Linked DNA regions of Callithrix jacchus: region 1 is linked to region 2. The links are chromatin contacts, called in public Hi-C maps. All regions are on one chromosome and are shown on one strand. The core of a region is the stretch at or near the end of the contact, and the rest is flanking DNA. Distances in the headings are between cores, read along the strand shown.

Region 1 (3,939 bases), core at 1,426-3,925, 80 kb after region 2:
TCAGCAAAGAAACTGTCACTTGGGGGTCTCAGACACTTTGGCCTATACCTGTCTCTTTTTTCCTCCCTGTTTACCTCATCCATTCCACATCATCCAAGTTCTCTCTTCTCTCTTACCAACATCCCAATATCCAGGGCAAATTTATCTTTTGATGTCCTCTTCAAATGAGTTGTTACACTGTGATCATAAAGATATATTCAGAAGATGGAACATTTAAAAGAGTGCATAATTTTAATAACCTCAATTGGATAAAATGCTGGGTTTGCTTCCCTTTGTCTGAAGGGGAGACCAGAGGCCTTACTATTTGGCTCTTCCCTCCAGGATTCTGGTACTTGGATTATACATCACAATAGTCAGGCCTGTGCCTAGAATGAAGAGGACACCACCCAGGCTTGAATGATGGAAGAGAACAAGAAATGCATGGAACAATATCGAGCAGAAGTTTTAAGGGGTGGCAACTTGTCACAAAAAAATGAGTCTATAGGATTAGCTATCCTTCTGGAACTCCTGCTGAATGGTAAAGCCTTAAACAACCAGGTGACCTGTACCCTCTGTTTGTCCCAACTTGGGAAACACCATAAAACTGACTCCTATACATAGCTCTTACCTCACCCAGGCCATCGGGGAGCTGACCATGGGAGGGGCATGGGGAAGGATTCCCACTTTATTCCCTCCGTCCTTGGTGGGCTGTCATGGCAAACAGTCTGCAGAGAAGTTCACCCGGATCCCTCTGGGATACACCTGGGGCTCACCTAGCATAGGAAACAGAGACACTGGTTAATAGAAACCTATCATCACCCCCAACTGTTAACGAAACTGACCTGGCAGTTCATCCTACCTGGATATCTGTTCCAGCCCTAACGGGACAAAAACACTAATGAAGGAAGGAAGTAAAATCAAGGGCAAAGAGAACACAAACTCCAAGCCCCATGGGCCCTGAAAGGGACAGACTCACAGAGCATCAATGAGTTTGAAGTCTAAGGCGACCCAAGGCCTTGTAAGTCACTTTAGATCTCCCTTTGAGTCCTGTTACGACAAACACCAAAACTACCACCTTACCTTTGCAGAGCACTTTAACTCCACAAAGAGCTTTCTCAAAAGGACACTGGGATATAGTGGAAAGAGCACTGGTTTAATATTCAGGAAATCAATATTCCAGTCAGTTTGTTGCTACTAAGTATCTGGGAGACTTAGGTCAACACTCCCCCAACTCCCAGCCAAGGCCTTAGTTTTGGGGACAACTGTCCATAAACTGTGGAGCTTCTAACCTAAGTAACTTCCAGAGGAAAAATGTAAGACAAACATCACTAAAATGGACATGCTCCTCTTTCAAGACGGGCTGATTTAATTTCGAATTTGGAAGCTTGATAGATTTTCTGCTCCCCAAGTTCTAAAAGGCCTAATTTTAACATAAATGTTAACCGTAGCCAAAATTTCAGGGCATCTGAGCCCAAGTTAGACAAGTCAACAAGCCAAGTCTCTGCAGACTCTGGACATCCACATTCCCACTCTGGAGAAACAATACTTCCCAGGGCCCCTTGCACCCTGCATCCTTGGACAACTTCCAGGTAAAAGGACCCCATCTCCTTGGTCTGGATTATTCTCTGGAAGGAAGAAGCAGGCTCAGGGAGGTGTGCACAGACTAAAGACAGGTCACCGGGAAAGTTCTGGGGCTGGAGCCACCAACAAGGGCGGGGCGGGGGCACTGAAACCAAGCACTCTAGGGTGCAAGATCGGGAAGGGGTTGCATTTCCCTATCACCATCTCTTTTCTTTAAGATATCAGGACGTATCAGCCCACTGAGGAAGGACTGCATTGGGTGGAAAGGGGGAGAGGGCTCTGGTCTGGGATAGGTATGGATCAGGGGCAGGGGTTAGAGAGGGTGTTGGGGCTGAAAACGTTTGAGGAGGTTTTGGGAAACACGAGCAAGAATTTTGGATGTGGGCATTTTGGATAGTGCAAGGAGAATGGGGATATGAGGAATCCCAGAAATTTCCAGGCAGTGGAAGCATTTGGGGACACCCAAGAGAGAATGGTGGGCATAGCAGGAGATTTGTTGAATGAGTGAGGGGGTTCTGAGGGCTTCAGAAGACGCGATGGTGTGTCCAGGGTGGAGAGGGTTGAGGTAGGGTTTGGAGAGCCTAAGGCTGCAGGACAGGCTGCAGGACTGTCAAGGAGAATTTCTAGACGCCCGTAAGGAATGGGGAGGTCGGGGTGCGCGCCGCCCCCGGATCCCCGCCCCCAACCCCAGTGCTCCGCCACCCTCCCGCCCGGGGCTTCCTAGGGAGGGAGTGGAGACTGCGGCGCGGCGCGACGCGGCCTCGGTGAAGCCGCTTCGTCCCCGCCCCGCCGCGCCCCGACTCACATCGCCCCGCGGCCCAGGCGGCGCCGGGCCCCGCTCCCGGGTGCCGCTGCAGCAGCAGCCGCCGCCCGCCCGGAGCTAAGGTCTCCCCGCCCCGCCCCGCCGCCGCGGGGTCGGAGGTCACCGGCAGCACCAACGAGACGCTGCAGGCGGGCGGACCCGAGCGGGGGCGACCGGCGTGCAGCCTAGAAGGTCCCTTTGGAGGACTTTGCTGTCGGGAAAAGGGAGCATGCGCAGACGCCAGAGGGCGCTGCTGGCCAGGGACTGAGCAAGCCCGGAGGAGACAGGGCGGAGCCTGCGCCGGGGGCGGGGCGCAGAAGTGGTGCTGGGGGAACCAAAGTTTAGGGTGCTCGGGGGATCGGAACGGGGAAGGAGGGGTGAGCGAGAAACGAAGGGAAGGGGAAAGGGTCTGAAGAGACCTGAAGGGAGAAGGGCAGGCCGAGGACCCCGGAAGAGGGCTAAGAGGAGAAGGGACCAGGGGGACCACTGGGGACAAGGAAGAGAGAAGTGAAGGGAAACACGCGGAAGGGCGGGGCTGGGAGACCTGAAGGAGAGTTCGGGGGGACCTGGGAACTGCGGAGAGACAGAGCTGCGGGCCCGGTGAGGCGTTTCCATTCAGCGAGTGGTTGAGAACCCAATGTAAACGCGGCTCCCGCCGTCTGCTGGATACCCACCGGGCGCTGTCCGGGCCTGATGGCCCTGCACCTGCATGGCGGAGGTCGTGGAGCCCGCACATTTCCACTCTGAAATCCCACAAGTGTGTGTGTGTGTGTGTTTTCCAATCTGCAGCTCCAGGAGATCCCACAAGTGTGTGTATGTGTGTGTGTTTTCTCCAATCTGCAGCTCCAGGCCCCTCACTGAGCCGCCCCTCTCCACCAGCCGGATACGAGACGGGGGAGCGGCGGGGGCCACTGGGGCGTGGGAGAGGAAGGTCCGCACTATTACGGCAGGCGGGGGCGGGCACTGAGGCCTTGGGGTGGGGACCGGGTAAGGGGCCGGAAAGCAGAGTCGGTCCAGAACTGCCCGGAACGCGGCGCACAGCGAGGGTGAGACCCCAGCGGAGTCCTCGTCCCCTCCCCTAAAATCCCAGCAGCCAGGCTGCGAATACCAGCGGACTCGGGAAACACACCGCGTCCCAGCCCCGGAGGTGGGACCGCCAAGTTCTAGAAAAACTTTGGGCATCTATCGAGAGGGCACTTGGCAGGACTGGGCACTTCCCTTCCTTCTCCCTCCCATTGTCCCCAGAAATCTTCCCATCCCACCACCTTCCCATGCCCTAAGGCCTCTCAGGCTCTCCCTTCAGGGCAGTGGGGGTTGGGGATGTCCAGCCCCTGAGCCCTCTTGCACCTGCGCGGAGGCAAGACAAGGGGTTCAGTTCTGTCCCTTATCTGAAATGGGAGGGGGAAGGGAATTATGGAAAGAATCCAGCCGGCCTGTTAGTAAGGGTGTTCCAGTGCTAGGTGGAAGTGGAGTTTGGCGGCCTTTTGGGGAAATGGAAAGGTGAGGAGTAGAGGCCTGATTTCTGAGTGTTGTTTCAGTGTTGGACAATTCCATTCAAACTAGAGCTAAAATTAAAG
Region 2 (4,239 bases), core at 953-3,452:
GGAGGCAAAGGAAGGGCTTCATGGCCTCCTAGGAACCTTTCAGCCTTGGGAAGGGAAGAGAGGAAAAAATACCAAACTTGGGGTTGTTCTCAGCCCCCTCTGGCAGGGGAGGCGGCAGAGGAAGACTTGACGAACAAGGAAACAGAACAAGAACCTCACATTATTCCCATGGACAAAGCCATTCCAAGTTACGGAGGTGGTCATGAGTCACTGTAAGACCTGGGGAGCGGGCATCAGATGGCCCAGGCCCAAACAGAGTGACAGGTGGAAAGGAGTCCTATGACTCCCAGGAGCCAGTAATCCTGCCCATATAATGCTGTGGAAAAGGCCAAGTGCTAGGGTTCAAGTCCCAGCTTTGGACTGGACTCAATGTCTGGACATAGCCTCAGTCTTCCCATCAGTCAGGCTAGGCTTGCCAGGTGGGGCCACGTCTCTCATAGAGCAGTTGTGCTCTAAGTTAGGAGGCTGGGTATGGAGGCTGTCTGCAGGTGTGAATATATGGGCAGAGGGTAGGTGTCACCATTCTGATCACTATTCAATGTTGCTCCATCCAGGTCCACTGGGGGCTTCCCTGCACAAGTTTCTTTTGGGGAAAGGGTCCCATCCATTCACCCATTCATTCACACACACACACACACACACACACACACACACACACACACACATCTGAAAGCTCAGACTGGGGCAGAGCAGCCTAGTGGTAACCCCAACCTCGGTCTCTCCTTACTAGATAGGGGCAGGAAGGCCTCAGGCCAGCTTTTCCTATTACCAGCCACCCTCTGTTTCCTCTCCAAAAGCCTTGGGTCCTTTAAATTTTTCTTTTCCAAAGCTTGTATATCATGTCATTCACTGCAGGAGATGAGAGAGGCAGGTGAGCAATAACAATATCCACCTCTTTGGGTTCTGAGGGATAAGTAGCCAGAGTTTAGCACAGTTCCTGGCACACTGGAGATACTTCATCATGTAGCTTTTTATTATATTAGCTGGCAACTTCTGATACTGAAACAGCAAACCCAAGATACCTGGTAAGTGTGTACTATTTGACTGGAAGGTCCTTGAAACCAGAAGCAGAAATGAGGTCAATGGGACACGTACATGTTTTTAATGTTTTTAATGCCATATTTTGGTCTTTTTCCCTTTTCATGAGGTGTCATTTATCCTAGCAAAATGCATAGATTTGTGGTGTACAGCTCAGTGAATCTTTACAGGCATGTGCCCTTGTGTAATCACTGTTTAGATCAAGATGGAGAATGTCACCACCACCCTGGCAGGTTCCCTCCGGGACCCTGTCCTGCCTCACCATGGCTGAGTGCTACTGGTCTCCAACAGCACACAAAGGCTGCCATGCAGGATGTGGTCTTCTGTATCTTTCATGCAATGGAACTGCTCTGCCAAGTGAGCAAATTTACTGTGGACTGACCAGCCCCTATTTGTGATGAATAAAGATCAAGAAACAAAGAATGAATTACATGAGGAAGCAGAGGCTCAAAAAGGGGGACCTGCACAATGTGTCTCTGTAGCAGCAGAGCAAGCCCCCAGGATGTGTTCTGCACGCCTCTCCGGGACCCCCTGCAGGGATGTGCTGCGGAAGACGGCAGGGCTGGGGGCAGGGGCAGTCAGGGGCTTGTTTTTAAATCTCTGAGCACCAGCAGGAGGTGGGGAGGAGGGAGAGGAAGGAGAGGAGAGAGGAAGGGCGGTCACACAAGCTCCTGGCCCACTTAATGGCCTCCTGTTCCCACAGCTCAGGCCCATCAGCCCCAAGTTTCAGCTCACATCCCACAGGAAAGGGTGGGAACTGGCGCCTCCTGGCTGTCCAGCCTGTTGGCCCGCATCAACAGGGGGAGCAGCTTCAAAGGCCTTTGCAGACCAGGGAGTCACCCTGTCCTGTCCCACAGGGACCAGCTGGGCACTGGCAAGGAAGACTGCCACTGGGCATGGCAATACAGGGATAAGGGGACATGTAGCTAAAAGAAGCATGAAAGGAGAAACCAGAAAGGGATTCCACCCCTGTGATATGCACAGATTAGCCCAGACACCCATGTGGACTCTCTGTCTCTCTGGGTCTGCTTCTCTCTTTTTCTATTCTTTCTCTCACACATGCCCCCACACATGCACACACATGGATGTGCACACACGTGTAGCTGCATCAGCTGCCCCTTGCAGTCTAAGGATTCCGTTAGCACGCAGCCACCTTTCTTCTGGGTTGGGGAGTAGCCCTTGAGCCCTGGCACCCACCTTCTGGGCAGTCCATCCGCTCCAGCCTCCTGCCTATATCTACCGTGCTTTGTTCTCTAGCGTTTCCTTGCCACCTACCAGTCTCCTCAGTTACAAGGAAGCTTCAGAGAAATCACTTTCCTTCTTTAGAACCTCCACGCCATCTCACCCATCAGACTTTCCAAAAAGAGATGCAGGGCCCTCAGGGGCTGCTGGTCCCATGACTCCCACACACTCAGTTATCACCCACTCTGAGCAAACGCTCTGAGTGTCTCCCACATTGGCTCTGAGTGTCTCCCACATTGCACTGTGCAGGGGACCCCTGTTCAATCATTCATCACCACAAACACCTGACGGGACAGACAGCCAAGGCCAGCAGGATAGGAAACCGAGACTCAGAAAGGTTAAGTAGATGCAGTGGCTCATGCCTGTAATCCCAACGCTTTGGGAGGCCGAGGCAGGTGGGTCACTGGAGGTCAGGAGTTTGAAACCAGCCTTGTCAACACAGCGAAAGCCCGTCTCTACTAAAAATACAAAAATTAGCTGGGCATGGTGGCGCATGCCTATAGTACCAGCTACATGGGAGGCTGAGGCAGGAGAATGGCTTAACTTAGGAGGCAGAGGTTGCAGTGAGCTGAGATCGCACCATTGCACCCAGAGTGAGACTCCATCTCAAATAAAGAAGGGTTAAGCAGCTTGTCAGAGGTCATACTGCAGGAACACAGTGAAGTGGGGATTCGAGCCCAGGTCTCTCAGGTATGTGGCCATCACCAGCTCCAGTCCAGAGGAGGAAACCTGGGGCCCATAGGAAAGGTCTCCCCATGTAGATGACTTGTTGTCCCCTGCACTTCCAGCCCTGCCCCACTCCCCCATGCCATGGCACCTTCAGTGAATCCTACAGAGGTTCCCCAGAGAGGCCTGCATGCTCCTCAGCCTTCCCAGACCCCGCCCACACATGCTCTTTTGCCAAACAGCCAAGACATCCATGCCCAGGAGGCTCACAGGGTGACAAATCTGAATCTCACTGAGACCATTAGCCCACCAGAGGTCGTGGATCGGGGGGGGCAGAAGGCGAGGCTATATAAAGTTGGTCAGACAGAAATGTGATTCCAGGGATCAGAGATCTGGCACCAGACCATAGTGAGGTGAGGGTGGCAAGGGTTGGGAGGAGTGGGGCTCAGCCATAGATGGCTCCTAGGATAGGAAAGGGGCCTGAGGGGAAGAAAGGAGGCTTAGAGACTGGGACTCCACCTGCCCATAAGCACCCTCTGACCCACCCCAGCAGACCTGCTTGCCTCCCCTGCAGGGAAGATCAGCTAAGTTTTCACTAAGTCAGCCAATGTGGTCACTGAGGTCCCTCCCCAGGGAAGATGAGGCCTAAGACTCTGATTGGTCAGTTCATCCCATTGTTAATTTGGGGCCCACAAGCTCTGACTCTGAGATGAGTCTTGTTTTGCAAGGGCTCCCTCAGCCCCCACGGGTCCAGCACAAAAGCCTAGCTAAGGACAGAGTGGGACTGGAAGACCAGCAATTGGCTACGCACCACCCAGTATGACCTTGGGCAAGTCCTGCCCCCTCTCTGGGCCTGAAGGCCCTCACAAATCATGTTAACATGGAGAGGCTGGGTGGGACCTCTCATAAGGCCCAGTGTGCTGACGGCTCTGGCAGCATGGATGTGCACAGGGTTGGTCTGGTAGAATTGGCCTGAAGAGCCAGACAGCACTTTCACCGCCCCATGTGCTGGCTGCCCCTGCATTCGGGAATTCCCTCTCCAGAGCCATGGCGGCCTTAGGACACGGCCTTTGCTTTTCCATCTTCTCAGGAGAAAAGAATCCACACTCCAGCGTCTTCTGCTAGCTGCCAGCTGCTTAGGGCAGGGAAGGCTCATTGACTCCAAGTATGAGAAGAGGCGGGCACTACAGACACAACCAGGCACACAGCTGGCACACAGAGCAGCTTCTGGCTCTTGATTCCAAACCCAGCCACAGGCCCAGGCCTCCCTGCATCTGTCCTGAGTTGGCTAAT

What was found. A called contact is a pair of places that touch in the nucleus more often than the background predicts.
Region 1: a contact with region 2 is called in a Hi-C map of skeletal muscle, with 5 times the contacts expected there. The contact joins the promoter of PRICKLE4 here to the enhancer-like site in region 2. A contact is called at or near these places in 3 of 3 Hi-C or Micro-C datasets (induced pluripotent stem cells and skeletal muscle).

What each region holds. Positions count from the first base shown.
Region 1 is chr4:50,282,815-50,286,753 of calJac240_pri, forward strand. PRICKLE4 (prickle planar cell polarity protein 4) reads left to right here and starts at 2,676. Exons shown (of 8, transcript XM_078369147.1): 1 at 2,676-3,509. It overlaps FRS3 (fibroblast growth factor receptor substrate 3), which reads right to left. Exons shown (of 7, transcript XM_035295620.3): 2 at 608-752.
Region 2 is chr4:50,203,644-50,207,882 of calJac240_pri, forward strand. The region is part of intron 1 of TFEB (transcription factor EB); the gene reads right to left. Among named protein-coding and RNA genes, the nearest start is that of TFEB, 35 kb to the right of the region's middle. Within about 2 kb of position 2,203, at least 3 of the 16 cell types and tissues checked have an H3K27ac peak or open chromatin away from gene starts, as enhancers often do. A contact at or near this core is called in skeletal muscle, where this site is marked.